7 separate regions of the Mus musculus genome follow, and all the other regions are linked to region 1. The links are chromatin contacts, called in public HiCAR-type, HiChIP or PLAC-seq and promoter capture Hi-C maps. All regions are on one chromosome and are shown on one strand. Each heading gives the region's core, a stretch centred on a gene start, on an enhancer-like site or on the middle of the called end of the contact. The rest is flanking DNA. Distances are from core to core; before and after follow the strand shown. Region 1 holds the start of Sox4 (SRY (sex determining region Y)-box 4). Region 2 overlaps Cdkal1 (CDK5 regulatory subunit associated protein 1-like 1). Region 3 overlaps Cdkal1 (CDK5 regulatory subunit associated protein 1-like 1). Region 4 overlaps Cdkal1 (CDK5 regulatory subunit associated protein 1-like 1). Region 5 overlaps Cdkal1 (CDK5 regulatory subunit associated protein 1-like 1). Region 6 overlaps Cdkal1 (CDK5 regulatory subunit associated protein 1-like 1). Region 7 holds the start of Cdkal1 (CDK5 regulatory subunit associated protein 1-like 1).

Evidence for each region. Promoter capture Hi-C pulls out the DNA fragments that hold promoters and counts their contacts. HiCAR-type assays count read pairs that join an accessible place to other places. HiChIP or PLAC-seq counts read pairs in DNA pulled down with a chosen protein or histone mark. Capture Hi-C pulls out chosen DNA fragments and counts their contacts.
Region 2: an H3K4me3 HiChIP or PLAC-seq map of neural progenitor cells shows a contact between it and region 1, with 16 read pairs. The contact joins the enhancer-like site here to the promoter of Sox4 in region 1. A contact is called at or near these places in 17 of 39 promoter capture datasets (the 3T3-L1 cell line, 3T3-L1-derived adipocytes, the HPC-7 cell line and 11 more), 1 of 484 Hi-C or Micro-C datasets (bone marrow-derived macrophages), 21 of 115 datasets of contacts at active chromatin or transcription factors (the 230-238 cell line, the SCID.adh cell line, T-cell acute lymphoblastic leukemia and 17 more) and 2 of 9 other capture datasets (embryonic stem cells and macrophages).
Region 3: a contact with region 1 is called in a HiCAR-type map of kidney, with 7 times the contacts expected there. The contact joins the enhancer-like site here to the promoter of Sox4 in region 1. A contact is called at or near these places in 4 of 39 promoter capture datasets (the 3T3-L1 cell line, the HPC-7 cell line, hippocampal neurons and 1 more), 1 of 15 datasets of contacts at CTCF or cohesin (pro-B cells), 6 of 484 Hi-C or Micro-C datasets (cerebral cortex, cortical neurons, forebrain and 2 more), 20 of 115 datasets of contacts at active chromatin or transcription factors (the 230-238 cell line, the NIH/3T3 cell line, the SCID.adh cell line and 16 more) and 2 of 9 other capture datasets (adipose tissue and macrophages).
Region 4: an H3K4me3 HiChIP or PLAC-seq map of bone marrow-derived macrophages shows a contact between it and region 1, with 8 times the contacts expected there. The contact joins the enhancer-like site here to the promoter of Sox4 in region 1. A contact is called at or near these places in 10 of 39 promoter capture datasets (3T3-L1-derived adipocytes, the HPC-7 cell line, HPC-7-derived erythroid cells and 7 more), 7 of 484 Hi-C or Micro-C datasets (LSK cells, the N1E-115 cell line, cardiomyocytes and 3 more), 25 of 115 datasets of contacts at active chromatin or transcription factors (the 230-238 cell line, DN3 thymocytes, the HPC-7 cell line and 20 more) and 4 of 9 other capture datasets (adipose tissue, embryonic stem cells, liver and 1 more).
Region 5: a contact with region 1 is called in a promoter capture Hi-C map of pre-B cells. The contact joins the enhancer-like site here to the promoter of Sox4 in region 1. A contact is called at or near these places in 17 of 39 promoter capture datasets (the 3T3-L1 cell line, 3T3-L1-derived adipocytes, the C10 cell line and 10 more), 1 of 15 datasets of contacts at CTCF or cohesin (large pre-B cells), 18 of 115 datasets of contacts at active chromatin or transcription factors (the 230-238 cell line, T-cell acute lymphoblastic leukemia, craniofacial prominence and 13 more) and 1 of 9 other capture datasets (liver).
Region 6: a contact with region 1 is called in an H3K4me3 HiChIP or PLAC-seq map of pro-B cells, with 7 times the contacts expected there. The contact joins the enhancer-like site here to the promoter of Sox4 in region 1. A contact is called at or near these places in 11 of 39 promoter capture datasets (the C10 cell line, the HPC-7 cell line, HPC-7-derived erythroid cells and 7 more), 2 of 15 datasets of contacts at CTCF or cohesin (large pre-B cells and pro-B cells), 13 of 484 Hi-C or Micro-C datasets (the HPC-7 cell line, Sertoli cells, Th1 cells and 9 more), 25 of 115 datasets of contacts at active chromatin or transcription factors (the 230-238 cell line, the SCID.adh cell line, T-cell acute lymphoblastic leukemia and 19 more) and 1 of 9 other capture datasets (adipose tissue).
Region 7: a promoter capture Hi-C map of adipose tissue shows a contact between it and region 1. The contact joins the promoter of Cdkal1 here to the promoter of Sox4 in region 1. A contact is called at or near these places in 15 of 39 promoter capture datasets (the C10 cell line, the HPC-7 cell line, the SN4741 cell line and 11 more), 1 of 15 datasets of contacts at CTCF or cohesin (the NIH/3T3 cell line), 33 of 484 Hi-C or Micro-C datasets (B cells, the C3H10T1/2 cell line, CD8 T cells and 22 more), 30 of 115 datasets of contacts at active chromatin or transcription factors (the 230-238 cell line, the SCID.adh cell line, VIP interneurons and 21 more) and 4 of 9 other capture datasets (adipose tissue, liver, macrophages and 1 more).

The regions. Positions count from the first base shown.
Region 1 is chr13:28,951,900-28,954,967 of GRCm38.p6, reverse strand. Sox4 (SRY (sex determining region Y)-box 4) reads left to right here and starts at 1,269. Exons shown (of 1, transcript NM_009238.3): 1 at 1,269-3,068. The coding sequence starts at 1,947. All of the region lies in intron 1 of Gm46405 (a long non-coding RNA gene), which reads left to right.
Region 2 is chr13:29,805,515-29,808,377 of GRCm38.p6, reverse strand. All of the region lies in intron 4 of Cdkal1 (CDK5 regulatory subunit associated protein 1-like 1), which reads left to right. Among named protein-coding and RNA genes, the nearest start is that of Cdkal1, 49 kb to the left of the region's middle. Within about 2 kb of position 1,262, at least 11 of the 459 cell types and tissues checked have an H3K27ac peak or open chromatin away from gene starts, as enhancers often do. A contact at or near this core is called in neural progenitor cells, where this site is marked.
Region 3 is chr13:29,687,607-29,690,663 of GRCm38.p6, reverse strand. All of the region lies in intron 8 of Cdkal1 (CDK5 regulatory subunit associated protein 1-like 1), which reads left to right. Among named protein-coding and RNA genes, the nearest start is that of Cdkal1, 170 kb to the left of the region's middle. Within about 2 kb of position 1,608, at least 4 of the 459 cell types and tissues checked have an H3K27ac peak or open chromatin away from gene starts, as enhancers often do. A contact at or near this core is called in kidney, where this site is marked.
Region 4 is chr13:29,768,208-29,771,129 of GRCm38.p6, reverse strand. The region is part of intron 5 of Cdkal1 (CDK5 regulatory subunit associated protein 1-like 1); the gene reads left to right. Among named protein-coding and RNA genes, the nearest start is that of Cdkal1, 86 kb to the left of the region's middle. Within about 2 kb of position 1,314, at least 115 of the 459 cell types and tissues checked have an H3K27ac peak or open chromatin away from gene starts, as enhancers often do. A contact at or near this core is called in the HPC-7 cell line, the N1E-115 cell line, adipose tissue and 14 more, where this site is marked.
Region 5 is chr13:29,714,127-29,716,880 of GRCm38.p6, reverse strand. The region is part of intron 6 of Cdkal1 (CDK5 regulatory subunit associated protein 1-like 1); the gene reads left to right. Among named protein-coding and RNA genes, the nearest start is that of Cdkal1, 140 kb to the left of the region's middle. Within about 2 kb of position 1,325, at least 30 of the 459 cell types and tissues checked have an H3K27ac peak or open chromatin away from gene starts, as enhancers often do. A contact at or near this core is called in the 230-238 cell line, heart atrium, pre-B cells and 1 more, where this site is marked.
Region 6 is chr13:29,736,857-29,739,658 of GRCm38.p6, reverse strand. The region is part of intron 5 of Cdkal1 (CDK5 regulatory subunit associated protein 1-like 1); the gene reads left to right. Among named protein-coding and RNA genes, the nearest start is that of Cdkal1, 120 kb to the left of the region's middle. Within about 2 kb of position 1,513, at least 46 of the 459 cell types and tissues checked have an H3K27ac peak or open chromatin away from gene starts, as enhancers often do. A contact at or near this core is called in the 230-238 cell line, the HPC-7 cell line, embryonic stem cells and 3 more, where this site is marked.
Region 7 is chr13:29,854,393-29,857,124 of GRCm38.p6, reverse strand. Cdkal1 (CDK5 regulatory subunit associated protein 1-like 1) reads left to right here and starts at 1,452. Exons shown (of 16, transcript NM_144536.3): 1 at 1,452-1,562; 2 at 2,184-2,227.

The DNA of each region.
Region 1 (3,068 bases), core at 20-2,519:
CACACATCCGTGGTTTATAATCACACACTCACCGGGCACTAACACAAGCCCTCTATAAAGCTCACAAGGTTCCCAAAGCACAGAAGAGGAGGACAATGAGACCCAGAAAGAAAGATCAGGAGAGGGACTTGAGATAGGTCCAGCAGCCCACTCCCCTGTGCCACCCCTTTCTCTTCTTGGTCTTTTAGGCCCAATTGCTTCAAGTAGCACAGACACACGGGAGACAATGGGTAAGAAAGAGAGGGGGAAGGAGAGCACATAGCGAACCCATCTATCCTTTGGATATTGTGGAAAACAAACATTTAGAAAGTGAAGTCAATCCCATCCTGTATTCACCATGATCGCCCTATACAGAAATCACACAAAGTCTCTTATTGAGGTAATTATGGGCCACTGCCTTAGCGTTCCACAGAAAATCTTGTTTGGCCTACCCAGGATTTATAGGGGAAGTGAAATCATTAAATAACTAGTTAACCTCTGTTTGGCAAAAAGAGTAAGTAATTACTGAAAAGGGGAGAAAGAAAAAAAAAAAAAAAACCCTGCCTTTCACAAACAGCACAGATAGCATCCTGAAGGGATTTACACAATACACCAACGTTTGTTCTGTACCCAGAGTTGTTAAAATAATTGTGATGACAGGTGTCTAGGTACCACTTTCTTAATGGTTTTCAATATCCATTGATTTATTATTGTGGCTCCCCCCACTTACATCTCTAGCTCTAAGAAGGGGCTAAGAAAAGAGATTTTGCACCAAAGGCTGATTCTTTATTCCTGGGCTGAAAAGAACTAATAAAAATAATCACTCGGCTTTTAAGCAGAAAGCTTCCATTTACAGTATTTCACCCTTACCCCCCCTCCAAGCCCCTTGTTATCTAACATAATGGCTAGAATACATTTCCGTCTCTCCCCTTAATAACTTCATGCATTAACATCCTCTTCACACATGCGCGTGCGTGCGCGCGCGCGCGCGCGCACACACACACACACACACACAGAGGCAAACGCGCGCGCACCCAGCAAAAGGCGGAGGTGGGGGGGAAAGAGGCAGCAGAAATCTCAGCTGTACTTCTAGCCCTTTTAAAAAGTTTGCTCTGTAAATTGGAATGAGGTCAGATTTGGAGCTTCTCATTGCACGCGGAGATTATTATTGCATCGGGTTCCAAGCCAATGGGAAGGACGGGGGAGGGGCTTGGCACGAGGAAGCGTTAGTTACAGCGGCTGATTGGCTGTCTGAGAAAGGATAAAGAAGCGCGAGGCGGAATTGGGGTCTGCTCTAAGCTGCAGCCAGAGAAACAGAGTGAGGGGAAGAGGGCCGTCTCCCTCCCGGTTTCCAGTTCTTGCACGCTGTTTCTTAGAGAGTCTGCAGTGGGGGAACTCTGCCGGTAACCAGCTCCCCTTCTTGCAGGAGGGAGGGAGAAACATACATTTATTCATGCCGGTCTGTTGCATGCAAGCTTCTTGGCTTCCTACCTTGCAACAAAATAATTGCACCAACTCCTCAGCGCCGATTCCGCCCACAGAGAGTCCCGGAGCCAGAGTCGCTTTGGCTTTGCACTGCAGGAAAGGGACTTAGGCGCTAGAGACGATGTCGCTTTCCTGAGCTACCGCGAGCTCTCGTGAACTGCAATCGACTGCTTCAGGGAAAGGGGTGGGGGAAAGACTTGCCCCGGAGGCGGCGAGAAACTTGCGTTTGGAAGATACTCCGGCTACCAACGTTTGGAGAAACTCCTCGCCGCGGCCGACTCCAGCCTCGGTGCCCGCAGGGAGCACTTCAGCGGTGAGGGAGGACGGAGGGCCTCGGGGACTCTAGGTTGGCGGCGGGAGGCGGCCGCCCCTGGCCCGCGCGCCGCTCAGGGGACCCTGGTCTCCGCCCCGGGGAGCCCGCAGGGCCCGGCGACCGCGCCGCGAGCGTGTGAGCGCGCGTGGGCGCCCGGCAAGCCGGGGCCATGGTACAACAGACCAACAACGCGGAGAACACTGAGGCTCTGCTGGCCGGGGAGAGCTCGGACTCGGGCGCCGGCCTGGAGCTGGGCATCGCGTCCTCCCCGACGCCTGGCTCCACCGCGTCGACGGGCGGCAAGGCGGACGACCCCAGCTGGTGCAAGACGCCCAGTGGCCACATCAAGCGGCCCATGAACGCCTTTATGGTGTGGTCGCAGATCGAGCGGCGCAAGATCATGGAGCAGTCGCCCGACATGCACAACGCCGAGATCTCCAAGCGGCTAGGCAAACGCTGGAAGCTGCTCAAGGACAGCGACAAGATTCCGTTCATCCAGGAGGCGGAGCGGCTGCGCCTCAAGCACATGGCTGACTACCCTGACTACAAGTACCGGCCGCGAAAGAAGGTGAAGTCGGGCAACGCGGGCGCGGGATCGGCGGCCACAGCCAAGCCAGGGGAGAAGGGCGACAAGGTCGCGGGCAGCAGCGGCCACGCGGGAAGCAGCCACGCGGGGGGTGGCGCGGGCGGCAGCTCCAAGCCCGCGCCCAAGAAGAGCTGTGGCCCCAAGGTGGCGGGCAGCTCGGTCGGCAAGCCCCACGCTAAGCTGGTCCCGGCGGGCGGCAGCAAGGCGGCTGCATCGTTCTCTCCAGAGCAAGCTGCCCTGCTGCCCCTGGGGGAGCCCACGGCCGTCTACAAGGTGCGGACTCCCAGTGCGGCCACTCCGGCCGCCTCCTCCTCGCCGTCCAGTGCGCTGGCCACCCCAGCCAAACACCCTGCCGACAAGAAAGTGAAGCGCGTCTACCTGTTTGGAAGCCTGGGCGCTTCGGCGTCTCCCGTCGGGGGCCTGGGAGCGAGCGCCGACCCCAGTGATCCACTGGGGTTGTACGAAGATGGAGGCCCGGGATGCTCGCCCGATGGCCGGAGTCTGAGCGGCCGCAGCAGCGCAGCATCATCGCCAGCCGCCAGCCGATCGCCCGCTGACCACCGCGGCTACGCCAGCCTACGCGCAGCCTCGCCCGCCCCGTCCAGCGCGCCCTCGCACGCGTCCTCCTCGCTCTCCTCGTCCTCTTCCTCCTCCTCGGGCTCTTCGTCGTCCGACGACGAGTTCGAAGACGACCTGCTCGACCTG
Region 2 (2,863 bases), core at 13-2,512, 850 kb before region 1:
TGTGCCAAGCCAGTGAATGAGTTCCTGGCAGCCTGAAAGCCAAGTCCCATTTATTTAACCAGTGCCTCTCACCATATTATTCTTTGCCATGTTTATTACTTATACATAATTGTTATTGGGTTGCCAGATGGTTAACCATGATTAAAAAAGCAGTAGGAATACCTAATGGAAAAGTTGATTTCATAATGCTGCTGACAGGCATTAGTGATAGTAGCTAATGTAAGGCTGAGGACTTGCCTCATAAGAAGCACTGGGCAGGGTTTTTCATGTACCTGCATGTGCTCTTCCACAGTGATCTGTGAGTTAGATAGCATTACGATGCTATCTTATAGATACAAATGGGAGTCTTAAAAGGGGCTGAAGTAATTTGCTAAAATACTTCCGTGTCTAGTGTGGGAGCGTGTTTGAGCTCCTACCATGTCTCCTACTGCCTGCTTGGATCCATCAGCATAGAAGGGGACATGGAACCAATCTAAAGCCCCTTTTAGCCACTAATCAGTGACTACTAGACTTTAGCTTGAAAAAAAATTTTTTTAATTAATGATTTTTAAAATTTCTTTTAGTTTTTACAGTCCAGTTGTTATCTCCGTTCCTATCTGCCCTCTGACAGTTCCTCATCTCATTTCTGACCCATTTGGCTATGCATAGTAGCAGTCTGTTATCAGAGGGAAAAAGTCTCTAGGAGACCAAGCTTGACCAGGGCTGGACATCACTTCTAAGGAGTGCGTCAGACCCTTTGGTGCCAGCTGCTGCCCTACTTCGTTCTGCTCATGGCAATGGCTTCCTGAGTTGCTGCCATGACAGTTGACTAAAAAACAGAGAAGCTTGAGTTGGTTTACAAATGAGTGAAGGATTTTCTCATATATTCAGAATTGGACACCACAGCATCAAAGTTCCTCACAAGACTGACCATGAAGGACAGTGGGAAAAAATACCCCCAGTTGGCAGAACTTGTAGCAGTATGAGTGGCCACCTATTATTTACAGAGTGAGAGAAGATTGGACAGATCAAAATCTACAGTGGCGAGTGGACATTTATTAATGCTTTTTCTGTATGATCTGAAGATGGGTGAGAAGTGAAGGACAGGCAAGTGGAAGGAGAAGGACTGCAGTTCGCTGTGTCCATGGCTGTCCTCTTCCTCTCCATCTTAGGGCTTAAGCAACAGGCCCACGAATAAATGGCTGTGTTGGCAGTGGGAAAACCTATTCATGGGTTCAACAATAAGGACTATTGTTAGTGTTGTAATAAGGCCGACCTGGCTGATGTTATTGCTGAATGCCTACTCTGCCAACTGTAGAGTCCCATCATTGAGTCCCTGGTGTGACACCATTCTCTGAGGGAAGCAGCCAGCCATCTGTTGGTGGTTAAATTATATTGGACCTTTTCCATCACGGGGAAGGAAAAGATACATCATTACTGGAATAGTCATCTATGCTGCTTATGGCTTTTCCTCCTCTACCTAGAATATTCTGTCAGCACCCTTATTTGTGGATTCAGAAATCTCTATCCACTCTTAGGGCACTTTGCATTTTATTCCTTCTGGCTGTAGCACAGTGCTAGTTGAGAGGAAGTACCATAAAAGGATGTTCTTGCTTCTTCCCAGGGTGTAGTGTGCACTGTGAATCAAAGACCATTGCATGTGTTATCTCTAGTAATCATACTCATGGCCTTGGAAATCAGGGGGTAAAAGTTGGGAGTTCCTTGCTATTTTAACTAGTGATTCACATTATGGTTTGTATGTGCTCTTCCCTCATGGCTCTTGTACTGAAGGCTTGATTCCCTACCCTGTGGCATTAATTTGGGAGTTTCTGGAAAGTAGGAGGTGGAGCCTACCTGAGGAAGTAGGTCACTGGGGACATATCTTCAGGGCTGTATCTTATCCACCCTGTTCTCTGCCTCTATATTTTTCTGTTTCCTGGCCAGTGTGAGAGTGCACAGCCTCCTCATTGCAGGCACGGAACCATGGGGCCAAGTGACTGTGGACTGAAAGCTCTGAGGCTGAGTCCAAATAACCTTTCCTCTCCTTAACTCATTTATGTCTGATACTTTTCACACTGATGAGAGTCTGAGTATCAAACCTGTTTGGTACAACTTCCACTTTCTGCCATGTCAGCACAGGCCTCTGCTGTCTGGGAGGTCATGGTCCTGAGAGGGAGACTGTCTCCATGGAGAGAACGGTGGTTCCATGGGATCGGGAGACAGGGCTGCTCCTTGGCTGGTTGGGTTCTCCCCTCAGCAAATGATCAATGAACTGCAACAACAACAGAAGCCTTACAAGACTGAATGATGCTGATTGCTGAGCAAGGGAGAATTGAGTTTCTGTCCTACAGTGGTGCCAGGGAGAGGATATCTAGGCATGGCATCCTCTGGGCACTTCTTACCCCTTCCATCCTTAGTCTTAAAGGTTAACAGAAGAATTGACCAGTCAAGAAAGGAGCAGCTCTCTCCTTTCAAGAGAGGGCTCTCTCTGCCAGCCGAAGGACCCCAGCAGCTCAGTTTCAGCTCTCCCCTCTTAATGTCTTATAAGTCTGCACTTCAAATTTGAATGTATTTAACATACAGTTTATAATACACTAGTGTTATTGTCTGAATTATAACGTTTGCGTCATTTCTAGGTCACCTGGGTACTGAATTTCATCCTTATTTTGAAGTAACATTTCCCTTATTCTGTCATGCATATTAGAGTCAAATCACTGTAAGTTTTTTCTCATAGGTGTTTTTGTGCCTTTTCTGCATATCCTTGGGCTCTGTTCTGGGCTGTAGGTATTTAGAAGCACTTGGTTCTCTTGGACTAGGAGTTTGGCTTAGTCAGGACTGATTATCCCTTGTACTGAGGTAAGGTCCTTCTGTGTGCTACCCAGTG
Region 3 (3,057 bases), core at 359-2,858, 740 kb before region 1:
GGCTCTTTCAATTAGGCTCCACATTAAAGCCTCAGTCTTCTTGGGAAGATTGAGGTCTTTTATTCCTCAGCCCCTGTCCTCCCCACCCCAGGTTTGACTGTCTGCTGCTGCCCTTTTCTTCCTGCCCTCTCCATTGGAGGGTTTCCTCTGCTCTTCTCTAAGCCAGCTCCAGGTACCTGCATTTCTGCTTCTCTAAGCCAGCTCCAGGTACCTGCATTTCTGCTTCTCTAAGCCAGCTCCAGGTACCTGCATTTCTGCTTCTCTAAGCCAGCTCCAGGTACCTGCATTTCTGCTTCTCTACCAGCTCCAGGTACCTGCATTTCTGCTTCTCTAAGCCAGCTCCAGGTACCTGCATTTCTGCTTCTCTAACTAAGCTAGCTCCAGGTACCTGCATTTCTGCTTCTCTAAGCCAGCTCCAGGTACCTGCATTTCTGCTTCTCTAAGCTAGCTCCAGGTACCTGCATTTCTGCTTCTCTAAGCCAGCTCCAGGTACCTGCATTTCTGCTTCTCTAAGCCAGCTCCAGGTACCTGCATTTCTGCTTCTCTAAGCCAGCTCCAGGTACCTGCATTTCTGCTTCTCTAAGCCAGCTCCAGGTACCTGCATTTCTGCTTCTCTAAGCCAGCTCCAGGTACCTGCATTTCTGCTTCTCTAAGCCAGCTCCAGGTACCTGCATTTCTGCTTCTCTAAGCCAGCTCCAGGTACCTGCATTTCTGCTTCTCTACCAGCTCCAGGTACCTGCATTTCTGCTTCTCTAAGCCAGCTCCAGGTACCTGCATTTCTGCTTCTCTAAGCCAGCTCCAGGTACCTGCATTTCTGCTTCTCTAAGCCAGCTCCAGGTATCTGCATTTCTGCTTCTCTAAGCCAGCTCCAGGTACCTGCATTTCTGCTTCTCTAAGCCAGCTCCAGGTACCTGCATTTCTGCTTCTCTAAGCCAGCTCCAGGTACCTGCATTTCTGCTTCTCTAAGCCAGCTCCAGGTACTTGCATTTCTGCTTCTCTAAGCCAGCTCCAGGTACCTGCATTTCTGCTTCTCTAAGCCAGCTCCAGGTACCTGCATTTCTGCTTCTCTACCAGCTCCAGGTACCTGCATTTCTGCTTCTCTAAGCCAGCTCCAGGTACCTGCATTTCTGCTTCTCTAAGCCAGCTCCAGGTACCTGCATTTCTGCTTCTCTAAGCCAGCTCCAGGTACCTGCATTTCTGCTTCTCTAAGCCAGCTCCAGGTACCTGCATTTCTGCTTCTCTAAGCCAGCTCCAGGTACCTGCATTTCTGCTTCTCTAACTAAGCTAGCTCCAGGTACCTGCATTTCTGCTTCTCTAACTAAGCTAGCTCCAGGTACCTGCATTTCTGCTTCTCTAAGCCAGCTCCAGGTACCTGCATTTCTGCTTCTCTAAGCCAGCTCCAGGTATCTGCATTTCTGCTTCTCTAAGCCAGCTCCAGGTACCTGCATTTCTGCTTCTCTAAGCCAGCTCCAGGTACCTGCATTTCTGCTTCTCTAAGCCAGCTCCACGTACCTGCATTTCTCCTGCATGTGTGTCCACCCTGTCATGGGCCAGCTCCTTTTCAGACTTCCCTGTGTCTGTTTCACCCCTCACACTGCTGCTGTAGTCCACAGAAGGTAGAAGAGTTTCTTGGTTTTTCATTAACATCCCCCTGGGTGGCAGTTAACCGACTGGGGAATGTTTTGTGGAACAGATTTCTGGCTTTCGGCTTTGAGGGTGAAGGGGCTCGGACAGAAACTCAGAACCCGAAGTGAAGCAGGGTTTTTAGTGATTTGTAGTGAGCGGTGACTGAGCTTCTTATCACCACAAGGCTGTTTGCTTCCTTCATCTCAGCTGTTGCTTTTCTCTCAGACTCGGAATGGTGCTTCTGCTGTACTGTTTCCTCCTTCCCCTCCTCCCCGTGTGCGCGTGTGCGTGTGTGTGTGTGTGTGTGTGTGCACGCGTGCCCATAGGTCAGACATTAGTGCTGGGTATGTGCATCACTTTTGCTCTTTACCTCATTGTTTGAGGTAGAGTCTGTCATGGAGCTTGGTGCTCAGCAGTTCAGTTCTACTGCCTGGCTGGCTGGCAAGGGAGGTTAGACACCCTTTGGTCTCTGTTATCTCAACACTGGGGTCATAAGAGTATGGCTGCAGTTTGTACGTAGGGGCTGTGCATCAGACATGGATCCTTACACTCACTCGTCAAACTCTTTACCTAGTGAACCTGCTCCCTGGCTCCTGAATGGTTTATTTTAAGGTCATTGCAATTTTGCCATATATTAGTTATTCCAAAACTGTTAAGTATTGTGTTACAATTTTGTCTCAAACAGCATCATGTTAAAGTTTCTCTATGCGATCTGAACTTTTCTCCTATGGATTTAGTTGTTGTGTTGATGGCACTGTAATGAATACTGAAGCTAGCAGGTATTTGCAATAACTCACAGTCTTGTCTCTTACATCAGTGAATATAGAATTGACCCTTGGAAGTAAGTAAGTAAGCACATTTTTGATGTTAAGTCAATTCATATTATCTAAAATCGCAGTAGGCCTTGTGAGATGTGAGTCGCCATCACTTTGCTGAGCCGGTTGCTGTCTTATCACTTCTCTCACACGGAAGCCGCCCCACGAGTGTCATTCCACACTATCACCTTGTAACATCTTTGCTTGGATTTCAGTTTTTAACCCTTAGTGCCGGTGGAGCAAATTGCTTTTTTAAGAAACTTACTTGAAATTACTTTTAAATGGTTAGCAGTTACAAGTTTTCTTCCTAGAACCTGTGATTGGTGGTTTACAAACTTCTATAAATGGAGTTTCAGGGTATCAGAACCTCCATTCTCCAAGGGCACCTGTACTCATGCCTACACGGATGCACATATGAATCTGTAATTTAAAAGTATATTAGTGGAGTGTATTAGTTACTTTTTGTCAAGGAACAAGTTGAGCATTTCAGATCAAGTTGAGTTTTTTTTTTTAATAAGCTAGGGTGTTATTAACTTGATGATAGTATTTATGTATTGGCTTTACTAAGAGTGTTTTAGTATTTTCATACATAGAGATCTAGAAAAATATTTTATCT
Region 4 (2,922 bases), core at 65-2,564, 820 kb before region 1:
TTTTTTTTTTGGTCACAGTTGGTCTCCAGTTTCTTTCCTGAGGGATGTTATGACAACATTATGAGTCCTTGTGCCTTGGAGTCCCCTGGCCATGCTGGTAGCTCTGGGCTGTGAATGTCAGGACCTTTTTCTCTACCCAACTAAACCAGCTAGGGTACTTTCTGGATTGTACTTCTGGGTCATTTTGAGTCACAGGGAAGGACCGATGGTCTTTTGCCTGAGTCTGAGACACCATGATTATTTCTCACTGTGTGCATGTTTGTTTAATTTGCCTCAGTTCAGTTTTCATGCTCCTGCTGACACTGTCTCTCAGCTCACTGTCAGTGTCCCAGTCAAAGCTATTGTCACTCCCGTGTTGTCTGCTATTAACACCACAGCACTGGCTTACATTTGAACATCAACTTGTTTATAGTTTCTGTGAGTGAGAAAAAGCCACCAGATCTCTGCCAACAGAAGACAGGAAGGAATTGTTTGGGAAAGTTAACCTGGTACCTTAGGGTCTAGAGTGAGGGGTGACACAGCTCTGTGAGGAAAGAGAGACTGTCAGTGAGGTGCCTCAGCTCTGTAGCACACGTGCTGCTAACCTGAGCTGATGAAGTCCCACTTTTCTGGTGAGTTGTTCACGGTTAGCTCTGGTTATCATCCCCCATGTGTGGACTTGTTTTGTTTGCATTTATTTATGTGTCTCAGTTCTGTTTAGTCTGCTCTCTGCTGTTCTGGGGGCTTTGCTACCTGCCCAGCCCTTGGAGCTACTTTGGAATTGAGGGTACTACTGGCAGAATGGACTTTCTAGGGACATCAAATGAAACTTACTTTTTTTTTTTTCTTTTGAAAACGAGGACTGAGAGTGATGGGCATATAGGCCATGTGTTCCGTTGCTTGTCCTGTAAGCACAGAACAGACATGGATGGAATGATGGAAGGCAATTGCCTCGTGTGTGTTCCAGTGAGAAATTTGGTGACAAGAAAGTAGAAAATATACTTGAATTCATGGTTGACTTTTTTAAGGTATAGAAACAAAAAGGAACTTCCAGTTAGATCAGTTATTGCATTTGCAAAGAAGGAACAGAAAAGCACTTGAGAGGGAGCAAATCACTTTAAAAATGCAAAGCTGAATTGTGTAGTTATCTGAAACCTTTTTTGGAGAATAGTATTTTGCATATTTCATGATTACTGCCGCATCAACTGTTGCTTTGTTTTTGCCGGTTTCTGCAAGAGGAGGAGTGAAAGAGGTCAGTGTATTAAGAGCGGCAGCAGCTGGCTGACAGCACTGAATACTTACATAATTAAATATATGTGTTGGCCGCTGGCCTAACAGCTCTGTAGGCGGAGGCTCCGGAAGGCATGCAGAAACTTGCTTTAGCAGGATTGGAGAGGAACTCACCGTGATCTAAGCCCGATCTTTGAGCGAGAGTGATTTCCTGTTGTTTTGGTTTGAATGACATTCTCCTAAATCTTGTGTGTTTATAAACAGCCCAGAAAAGACTTTCTCCCTATTTTATTCTGCAAGTATGACAAACCTGATATTTCTTAATTTTTCCATAGAGTTGTTAATAGCTGATAATAGATAGAAAAAGAAAACAAACAAACAAACAAACCACATTTCCACTTAGCACATGCTATCCAAATATGGAATATTTATACTTTTGGGTATTCTTTGGAGCACACTAATGAAGTTAGTTGCCTAGATAGTACACTGACTTTTTTGAGGTTTGGGAAAATTGGTTAGAGTGGCAGTGGAGGAAAAATACAATCTTCAGGCAATATGTAGCCCAGCTTTTGGCTGGTGAATACTTTAGGATTTTGAGGTAATAGCCATGATATGAATCCTCCTCAGAGTTCATTTTCCTTTGTAACTTCATGATGAGTAGTAGAAAGAAGGGGTAGGCACAGTCCAGTGCTGGTTGGGTGTCCTCCCCTTATGGTAACTCTGTTATAAGATTCTTCTTGCCTGTGTCCCCTCAGCCCTCAGTGTCAGTGGCTCATACAGTGGAGGAAGGTGATCCTTGAACAAATGAATGGACTGACTTGTATATTTGCTTCTCTGGACATTTATTTTCCTGATCCCCTCTGCCCTCTGCCTCCATCATACAAATGTCTTCCTCTGTGGATTTTCTAAGAACCTTTTCTGTATCTCTTTCTTATTAGATTGTATTACTTTGCACTTAACTTCAGAAAATGTCATATAAAACCTAATAAATAGAGGCTTAAATAAGGTAGGGGGATTTAGTTTCCTGATATAGTGCCAACTCCACAGTTACCAAGTTGTTAGTTGGGTTTACCGGTTGTGGGATCTGAGAGGCTGAGGTGTTTGTATTATCAGTGGCTCTTTCCTTATGGTGTCAAACAGTTATGCTTCCCAGCTACAACACCTGTTTGCCCAAAAGTAGGAAGTAAAAGAGGACTATGCCAGGTGAAAGTACCTCTTTTTCAAAGGTGCTTTCTAGAAAGTTCTACTCAATACCAGTATTTGTCTCTCTTGTCTGGACCCTCAATGAGAGAACCACCTGCATGTGAAAGAGGCCAGGAGACGCAGTGTGATTTTCTTTCTTTTGGATGCAGTCCATTGTTGCTCTCAACAGATTTACAGCTCTGTAAGAAAGGAACAGAGTCTGTTTATTGGGGGCTGACTTGATGTCTCTCCTACAAGGTGTAAATGCTGCTGCAGTAAGGTGCACATTTCATTTCTCTCTCTCTTATTTACCAGGCCCAGAATGTTAGAGTTGGTTTTAAAAGTGTTTGCAAGCAGACCTTTTTGCCCTTACCTATAGTCAGACTAAGAAATACCATAGTTGATTGGCATTTGAGGAAGTTCCCTCATTCTGTTTATCCTTTGTGGTCTCTGGTGAAGTAATAGTAAAATGCACAGGAGAAGTTCATGGCTCTGATGTTGTACAATGCATTGAAACAAAATTGGGACTTG
Region 5 (2,754 bases), core at 76-2,575, 760 kb before region 1:
TCAAGAAAATGAATGGAATGGGGATGGCCATGAAACATGTGACAAGTGAAATATTTCTGGATGCCTGGCAACTAAAAATAAATTCACATCACCATGTAGCCAGTCTGCCATGTTTCTGGCAGTGCTTACCAGTGTTGTATCATGTGACTTCACTGTAGTCTTGGTTTGGAACATATCTGCACTTTATACTGAGCATGCTGTCAGGTTGCACAGCCCCAGTAAACACCTCTGCCTGAACCACCTAGCACAGATGCCAGACTACACATGCCTGCTGTGAGCCACAGTGCTTTCGGACTACACATGTTGTGAACTGCTGAGCGTTTCGGGTACACATAAAACTTTCTTCTTCCCAAGAAATATAATGGTTAAATTACAGAAAAATAAAGACATTTGTGATTTTCCTATGATCATTCTTTAATCTATCAAATCAGTATACATCTTTGAATTGTGTTTTTAAAGGCAAACCCTTCTAGCTCATTGGTATGCAAATTTTCTTTAATTTTAAATAAATGGTGAAATTATATGCTGATAAAATATTTTAAAGTAAATTTCTTATGATTGTTATCGGTAAATGTTTGATTTATATATCTATTTTATAATGTATAATGTATATCTTTATCCTCAGATTTATATAAAATTTTTTTTAGGCAATAAAAGGAGTCACAGTGGAAAATGTTTAAGAAGTTTCCCTGAGAGTGTAGTTGTGTTCAGTTAGTATTTCCTTACTACATGGTACAGTTTTTCTTTCCCACCAACTTACTGAAGATCTGCTCAGGAAGCTCAGCCTTGATCTTGAAAATAAATCTGTTTTATATAAGGGTAGGTGAGGCAGCTCAGTGGATAAAGATGCCTGCTGCCGAGCCTGGTGTCCTGAGTTTGATTCCCCAGAATGTTTATAATTAAAAGTGGTAACTCGTGTTCAATACTAGCATGCAACCCGAAGCGAAAGAATTACTTAAATGTAGGCTTTATGATTCTACCCACTGGCTTGTCTCGCAGGCTGTTTAGGAAAAATACCCTCGATGTGTGCAGTGGAGTGAGTCCTTCTGCCTGGTCTCTTGGGTACATGGGCATGTGGCCTTCTTTTCTAGCCCAACTGGGAAGCTGTCTTTGAGGTATTCATTGGCTTCTAACAGCTGATCTGCACAGTGATCTGCTGGCTTACGATTCCTAAAACCTTCCTGTTGCACATGGCTTAAGTTAAACATTCAGTGTTTCAGCTGAGTGTGTAGTGACCACAGGTGGTTGGTAACTGACACAGTGCCTGGCACGACTGTGAGTATCTCTGCCCCTGGGGAAAGCTCAACTCTCAACAGTTTGGAGATGTGGGAACAGCACCTTTCATTTGCTTTAGGTACCAGCATGTTGGCTTGTTTCCTCCTTCATGTTCAGCTGTGACCCTGAAGTCTTTTCTGAGAGCAGAGTAAAATATTTGCATGGGCCCTTTGAAAGTCTCTCAGCATTGTGACTCAGTACTGTTATTTCTGAATTGTTTGGTCACCAAGTCCTTGCTTCCTGATTGAGAACATATGGAGCCAGTAAGGGAACATGCTGCATGTTTTGTTTTGGTTTTCCCCTGTATATTTATAGTCAATTGCCTGAAGGGCACAAGATACTGTTTTACGTACTTTATTTGAATGATATGCTGTTGAATAAGCTTTTGTGTATCCAGGGCTGCAATTTATGGTGCTAACTGAGAATGGCTTTCCTTTTTCTCCAGTGGAAATTCAGTCTATTGTGCCCTCTTCAAGGGGGGTTTGGGTCTGTCTTTGCTCTGTCCCCTCCTCCCACCTGCACTCAATTTGGCCTTCTTCCTCTTCAGCCTGTGGTTGTGGTCCCTCTTTCTCTCTGCCTTTTTTCCTTCATATTTTCTCCACTGTCCTTATCAATGCAAATGGACACAATAGCTTCCCAAATTACATAATAAACTTCTTTTCTGCTTCTTTGTAATTAAGTAAAAATAATGGTTTCTTATTCTGTTTTTATACACACTTCTTCCTGGTCTTTTGTCCTTTATGGCTGCAAAGCTCCCAGCTGTCCACAGTTGCATAGAGTTGTGAGGTCCTCAGGGTCCCTCAGTCTGCATGCTTTCCTCAGTTGTTTTCTTTAGTGATCTTCATAGTACTACATTCGGCTAATTTCATCTTTTGTTGTTGTTTTTAGATGTAATGGCTTTCTTGAGATACAATTCATACTTCACACAGTGCATCCAACTGCATGCAGTGTGTAGTCCTGTAGTTGGTAGTTTGGGTAGAGTCTATGACCATCACCACACAGTGTCGGAACACGCCTTACTCGTGGAAGAAGCCTGGGCTCCCTAGTGCACCTGGCTGTTTCCCCCTTGGCCATCCCTGGACAGCCACTACCTTGCTGCCCCTTGGACCTCTGATGGGGTTGTACACTGTGAGGGCCACCCTGACTTCCCACTCTGTGTAGTCATATGTAGCATGTCTCATTGCTCCTATCTCTTTTATGGTGTATGTTTCATTATCAGTTGGTGGGTATTTCAGCCTTTGGCCATTTTAAATGTTGCTTTGAACACCATGCACAGGCTTTTTGTGTGTATAGGTTTCATTTCTGTTGTAGAGATTTAGAACTGCTGGGTTATATGATAACTGTGATTAATTGAGAAAATGTCAGACTGTATTGCAGGCATCAGCATCACCACCACCACCACCACCACCATCATCACCACCACCACCACCACCACCACCACCATCATCATCATCATCATCAGCAGCAGCAGCAGATCTC
Region 6 (2,802 bases), core at 264-2,763, 780 kb before region 1:
ACCATAGAGGAACAAGTTCATCTCAAAAAGCACTTGGATTTTACCCAGGAAAAATAGCTGTAGTAATTCAGTTGTTAGGGAAACCCAACATGTGTGGGGTATCTGAGTCTATCCCATGAGTTTTAGAGGAGTCAGGAGGTGTTCAAGTGGGAGCCTCTAGGTTTTCCTTGACTTGGCCGCATGTTTTGGTAGCACAACAGGTCTCAAATCTGTTTGGGACCAGCTTTCTGTTTCTACCTGTATTGCTAATCAAACTTTATGGGTTGATAGAAGAACTGGATCGTGGACCCAGTAGTGGCTACAGGTGAAACAGTACTGGCATCACCAAACATTTGAACCTGTCTGTGACTCTGCCAAGGGCAGCGGGTCTTACCCATAGGCCTCATCAATCATTGTATGCTTGATTGTCAGGGATGAGAAAGCTGAGGTGATGCTAGAGTCATGTTCATGATAAAGCATGGGCCAGGCACTTTAGAGTGAAGTAGGCTGAGACCGATGGGCCCTGTTGGAAAGCTCACACATTTCCTGTCAATTCCTTAATTCTGCTGCTTTGTCCAAAGATGCTCAGGCCTTTACTAGCCTTTGATAGAGGTAGATAGACCCTGGCTGTAGTGTTGTTTAGTGGGGACATGGTGAGGGAGAGAGAGAAACAGGGAGAAAATCACTTAGGGTAACTTCTTTTACTTTGCTTCAAGCTTTCCCCTCATTTTTTGATGAATTTGATATACAGCTCTAATTTGGGGGAGGTGTTTGTCCCACCAATCCCCAGTTGATGCCTGTGCTTTAAGAGAGACACAGTGAGCAATTGATGCTTGAAACCATGGTACTGAACACACACACACACACACACACACACACAGTACTCAAGTGTGTATTTCTACTATAAAGGAATCTGTGATGCAGTTTAATAAATTAAACTCAGTGAGATTACCTGGTCCTAATAACAACTGAAATGATATGCAGGTAATGAAAGTCCCTTGCAAACTCCTGGCCCAGCAATCTTTGACTTACTTTCCATTCCTAAACCTTTAGTGAAAATGCCCTTCAGATTTGAAGGACACTGGACACACCTCTCTTCTCCCTACTTCCATCTTAGGTTCGTAACATTTTACTTTTATTTATTCAAACCAAAGCGCTCACTTGGTTTGGCCTCCAGACTTTATGACCTAGGAAATGAAATACCATTGAATATGTGACTGCACTTGACTCCATCTGTGTTCATGTGTATGGTTTCTCTGTCTGTTATGCAAAGTCATAAATAATCCAGGAGCCCTGCATCTGTCCCACCTGCTGCTGTCTTTATGATTCGAAGTGGTGAGTCACATGAGTAATTGTGCTACTTGTATAAAGAACTTGGAAGACAGCTTCACTTGTGTAAGTCCTGGCTGTATGTCATAAACAAGAAAAGTTTGAGCCATCTGTTACTTAAAAAATGACACTGGTGTACCACCTGGTGTTTGACTAGGCCTCGGGATTTGTTCCAGGCACAGCACTGCTTCACTGAACAAATACTGAGGTGAGGGTGGGGTAAGGCTTGGCAGGTACCTCTGGGACTTGGGAGGGGCCCTTTTCACTGAGCTCTGAGCAGACTTATTTTTATCATTGATGTTTCCTCTTGTGGTTTGCCTGTCATTAAAGACAGTTTTGTCTTAATTTTGAAAATTGGATACCAGGGGTTACATTATACAAAACGACCGCATACAAATCGTGAAGATAATGTCATGTGCAGGATGGCTGAATTTGGAGCAGAGGATGGCCACCTGCTAGGACTTTGTTCCTTAGCAGTCTGATGAGTGGCCCTGAGTTGTGGTTGCTTCCTTGGCTATGTGGCTGTTGAGATCTGTTTTGGTTTTGCAAACCATTCATCCTGTAGCACAGAACTCTGGAGTAGTTGGCTACTGGGTATTTGACTTAAGGAAACAAATTCCCTTTAAAGTTCCTGCTCTGCAACTGAAGAGCACTTTTGCCACTGTTAACATAAGCATCTGAGGATAGCTTATTCTTATCTACAGCATTGAAAAGGGATACGTGCAGCATTTGGCAGTACGGTAACCGCTGCCATTGTGCACCTACCTATCTGCTTAGCTACTGTGGTAGCCTGTGAGGTATGTGGCCCCTCAAAGGTTTTGGAACTTGCTAGAAGTAATTAAAAAATGACTAACACTGGTGTTGGGCTGAAGGGTAGAGATGGAGATGGCTCTGTTGGACACCATAGCAAGGCTATGGCTGTTACATATGTGTTACATGTGTGTTCTGCAGTTAAGGATAAGCAAGCACTCCTCACACATGGAAGGATGATCCTAGAGTTGGCATTTCTTATCTGAAGTTTTCTGTTTGTAGAGGGGTGACCCCAGGGCCCTTTGCTTACCAGGAAAGTACTCGACTATGGAGCCCCAGCCCTAGCCCCAGCCCCAGCCCCAGCCCCAGCCCCAGCTCCAGCTCCAACCTAACAAGTGTATTTTTAAAAGAGGAGATACTCAGTAGATATATGGAATTTGAATAACAAACATGCTTTTAAAAATCTTATGGTTTTCTGCCACATCTATGAAAATGTACGTTCTAAAAGAGCTCTGGGTTAAAAATCCAACCCAGTCTCATATAGTCCCATAATGATATTATCCACTGGCCTATGATTTTAATATGTAAAATAGTATAAGGGTAACCTTTAAAATGTCTACTTACAGTTGCCTACTGTCCTGTCTCAAATGATCTAACGTACATTGTCATGGTGCTTCTCTCTCAGGCCTCACTGTTTCCTCCAAACAGCAGTTCCATGGCTGCTCACCGATGACTTCTCCTTCC
Region 7 (2,732 bases), core at 203-2,702, 900 kb before region 1:
CCTTATTCTGTCAAGTAATTTCTTATACAGGATCAATCTTCACAGTCCCTGTATCCAACATCGATTCTTATGTGCACCCCTTGTTTTGAAATTAGAGCTGGGTTTTGGTCACAGGCTGTGGAAAGTCAATGTAAATCACAGCACATTTAATGCCCAATCCCTACAGTTCACATCTACGTTTGTCCCATTCGCCTAAGAAATAGACTTATCTGTCTTAAGACTGTCGCTATTATGTCCATGCAATCTCTGCACAAACAATTCATATGCACTTTTTAAAGAGCGAATTAAACTCACACACATTGTGTCTCATGAAAAGTTATTGATTGGTTTAAATTCAATAGTACAACCGATAATTGCTAAAGTTATAAACTAAATCTGTTTTTAATTTTTTGTAATTTCTGGATTTATTATTCCTTTGTCCATTGGTTTTATTATTGCTAACATTTTCCCATTCAGTTTTCACTATGGAGACAAAAGCAAGAAAACAAACAACAACAACAAACCTAGGGTCAGGAGATGCAGCTTAGTGGTACAGTGCTTGCTTAGCATGCAGAAGTCCCTGGGTCCCAATACACAGACTGCTAAACCACTCATCCTTCAACAAAAATCTTCATCCCTTTGAAAACATAAAGATTTTGTTCCATATTTTTCACATCATTCCTTTCTTTTTGCTTTTTAAATATAAAGTTATGCATTACTGACAAAGAAAGTATAAAGGTTTCTTCTTATGTATTCTTATGGAATTATTAAATGAAACCTGACTACCTCGGCTGAATTGTCTCTGCAGAAGCAGAAATATAAGCCTACTGCAGTGGGCCACAACCGTAATCCCAGCAGTAGGAGGTAGATGTGGGCACGAGTTTGGTGTTAATTGACTTCTGTTATTCGATAGAACAACTATTATTTTAGTTATTCTTCTCTATAGAAGAGAAGGAAATTAGTTGGGCATGGTGGAGCATGCTTTTAATCCTAGAGATCTGGAGGTAAAGGCAGGTCGATCTGTGAGTTCGAGGCCAGTTCATTCCATATAATGAGTGACTGTGCAATTAAGGTTTTATAGAGAGATGCTGTCTCAAAAGAGATAGAGATGATAGATAGATAGATAGATAGATAGATAGATAGATAGAGGAGGGAACTGATAAAATGTAATGAATGTAATGAAAATGATTTACTCCGGAGGTAATTATTCTGGTAAGTATTTAAAGTCTCCAGTCCCTTTTTGTGAATAATGAGTAGTAATAATAAATGGCAAGATGTTTATGTTAATCTCTTAACTGTGCAGGACAAGTTATAAGGTTATAACTTAGCAGAAGTTAGTTGATAAGCTAACATAATGAGGTAGGAGTGTATTTTCACCTTTGTTTGTAGAAGAATGTGGTAATAATTATAGATAAAAACAAACGCAAACTTGAAACAACGATCTGTTTTGACCTCTCCGGTCTACCGTCGCGGAGCATGCGCAAATCAGCCCGGCGGGACACAAGTGTCATGGCGCTCTCCATCTGAAGTCTGTGCAGTTTCCTGGCAGGGGCTTGTGGTTTTTTTCCTCTCAGTTCGGACAGGTGAAGTTCTGGATCTGTGTATACTGGGGCAAATGGATCAGTGCTCAGCGACCGTGGGCCGAGCTGCATTTTGGGCGGAGCTTCGTTTCCGCAGGTTTTCTCCTTTGGGCCGATCGCCCGCTTGTTCTCGCAGTTTGGAAAAGACTTGGCGGCTGGCGTGGAGAGTCGGACTCTGGAGCGCTGCCTGGAGAGAGGCCGGCGTGGCGGCAGACACTGCTGGCTGGCGACGTCAGGGACTTCCATTCTGCTCTAGCCTCATTTCCCCTCTCGCTTTACCCGTGAATGTACTTGTGCTACGCGATCAGGGCTTCAGGAGATGAGTGTTTTGCACTGAAGTTGGGCATAGGGGCAGAGGTCGCTTGTGTTTTTGCGCCCCCTTCCCCTCTTTTCTTTGCTCCCTTGCTTAGAAAACTTTCCTGTGTCATAAGGGATCACTTGTTTCTTACTTGGTGATTTTCATTGTGCTCAGGTGTTACAGTGCAGGGTAGCAGTTTAAAAAGTGGCTAGATGCATCCTTTTTTTTTTTTTTTTTTTTTTTTTAAGGAAGTTGTAAAGAGGTCATACACTGGTTTTATGAACTTATAGGGTACTCGCATTTTCTAATTAATTTTAATTTTTCAGATTCATCTTTCAAGAGGACTTGAGACCAATTTCAGAAAATCAAGGTATTGGTTTATTTTAGTTTCTAATATTTGAGTAATTAGTTCTGCATTAGAATATGAAGAAAGATGTCTTAAGTTTTTAGTAATTAGCCAGTATCATTTTGTGAAAACTAGATTTCCCTATAACTTCATCGGAGAGACATTTTTGTATCTCTTCCTTAGTTTTTCATTTTCATTAAGAAGCGAGACATGCTCTCTTTCCCATTTGTGGCACATCTGTTTTCTTGTTTGGCTGTTGCTTAGTCCCTGTTATATCCTACTTCTCTACCTGGCTGTTAAATATGACTTTCTTTCTTTTTTTAAAATATGTATTTATAATTTTATGTGCACTGGGATTTTGCCTGCATGTATGTCTTTGTGAGGTTATCAGATCCTGGAATTACAGACAGGTAAGAGCTGCCATGTGGTTGCTGGGAATTGAACCCTGGTCCTCTGGAAGAGCAATCAGTGCTCTTAACTCTGAGCCATTTCTGCAGCCCAAATATGGCATTCCTGAAGGCTTGTTTCT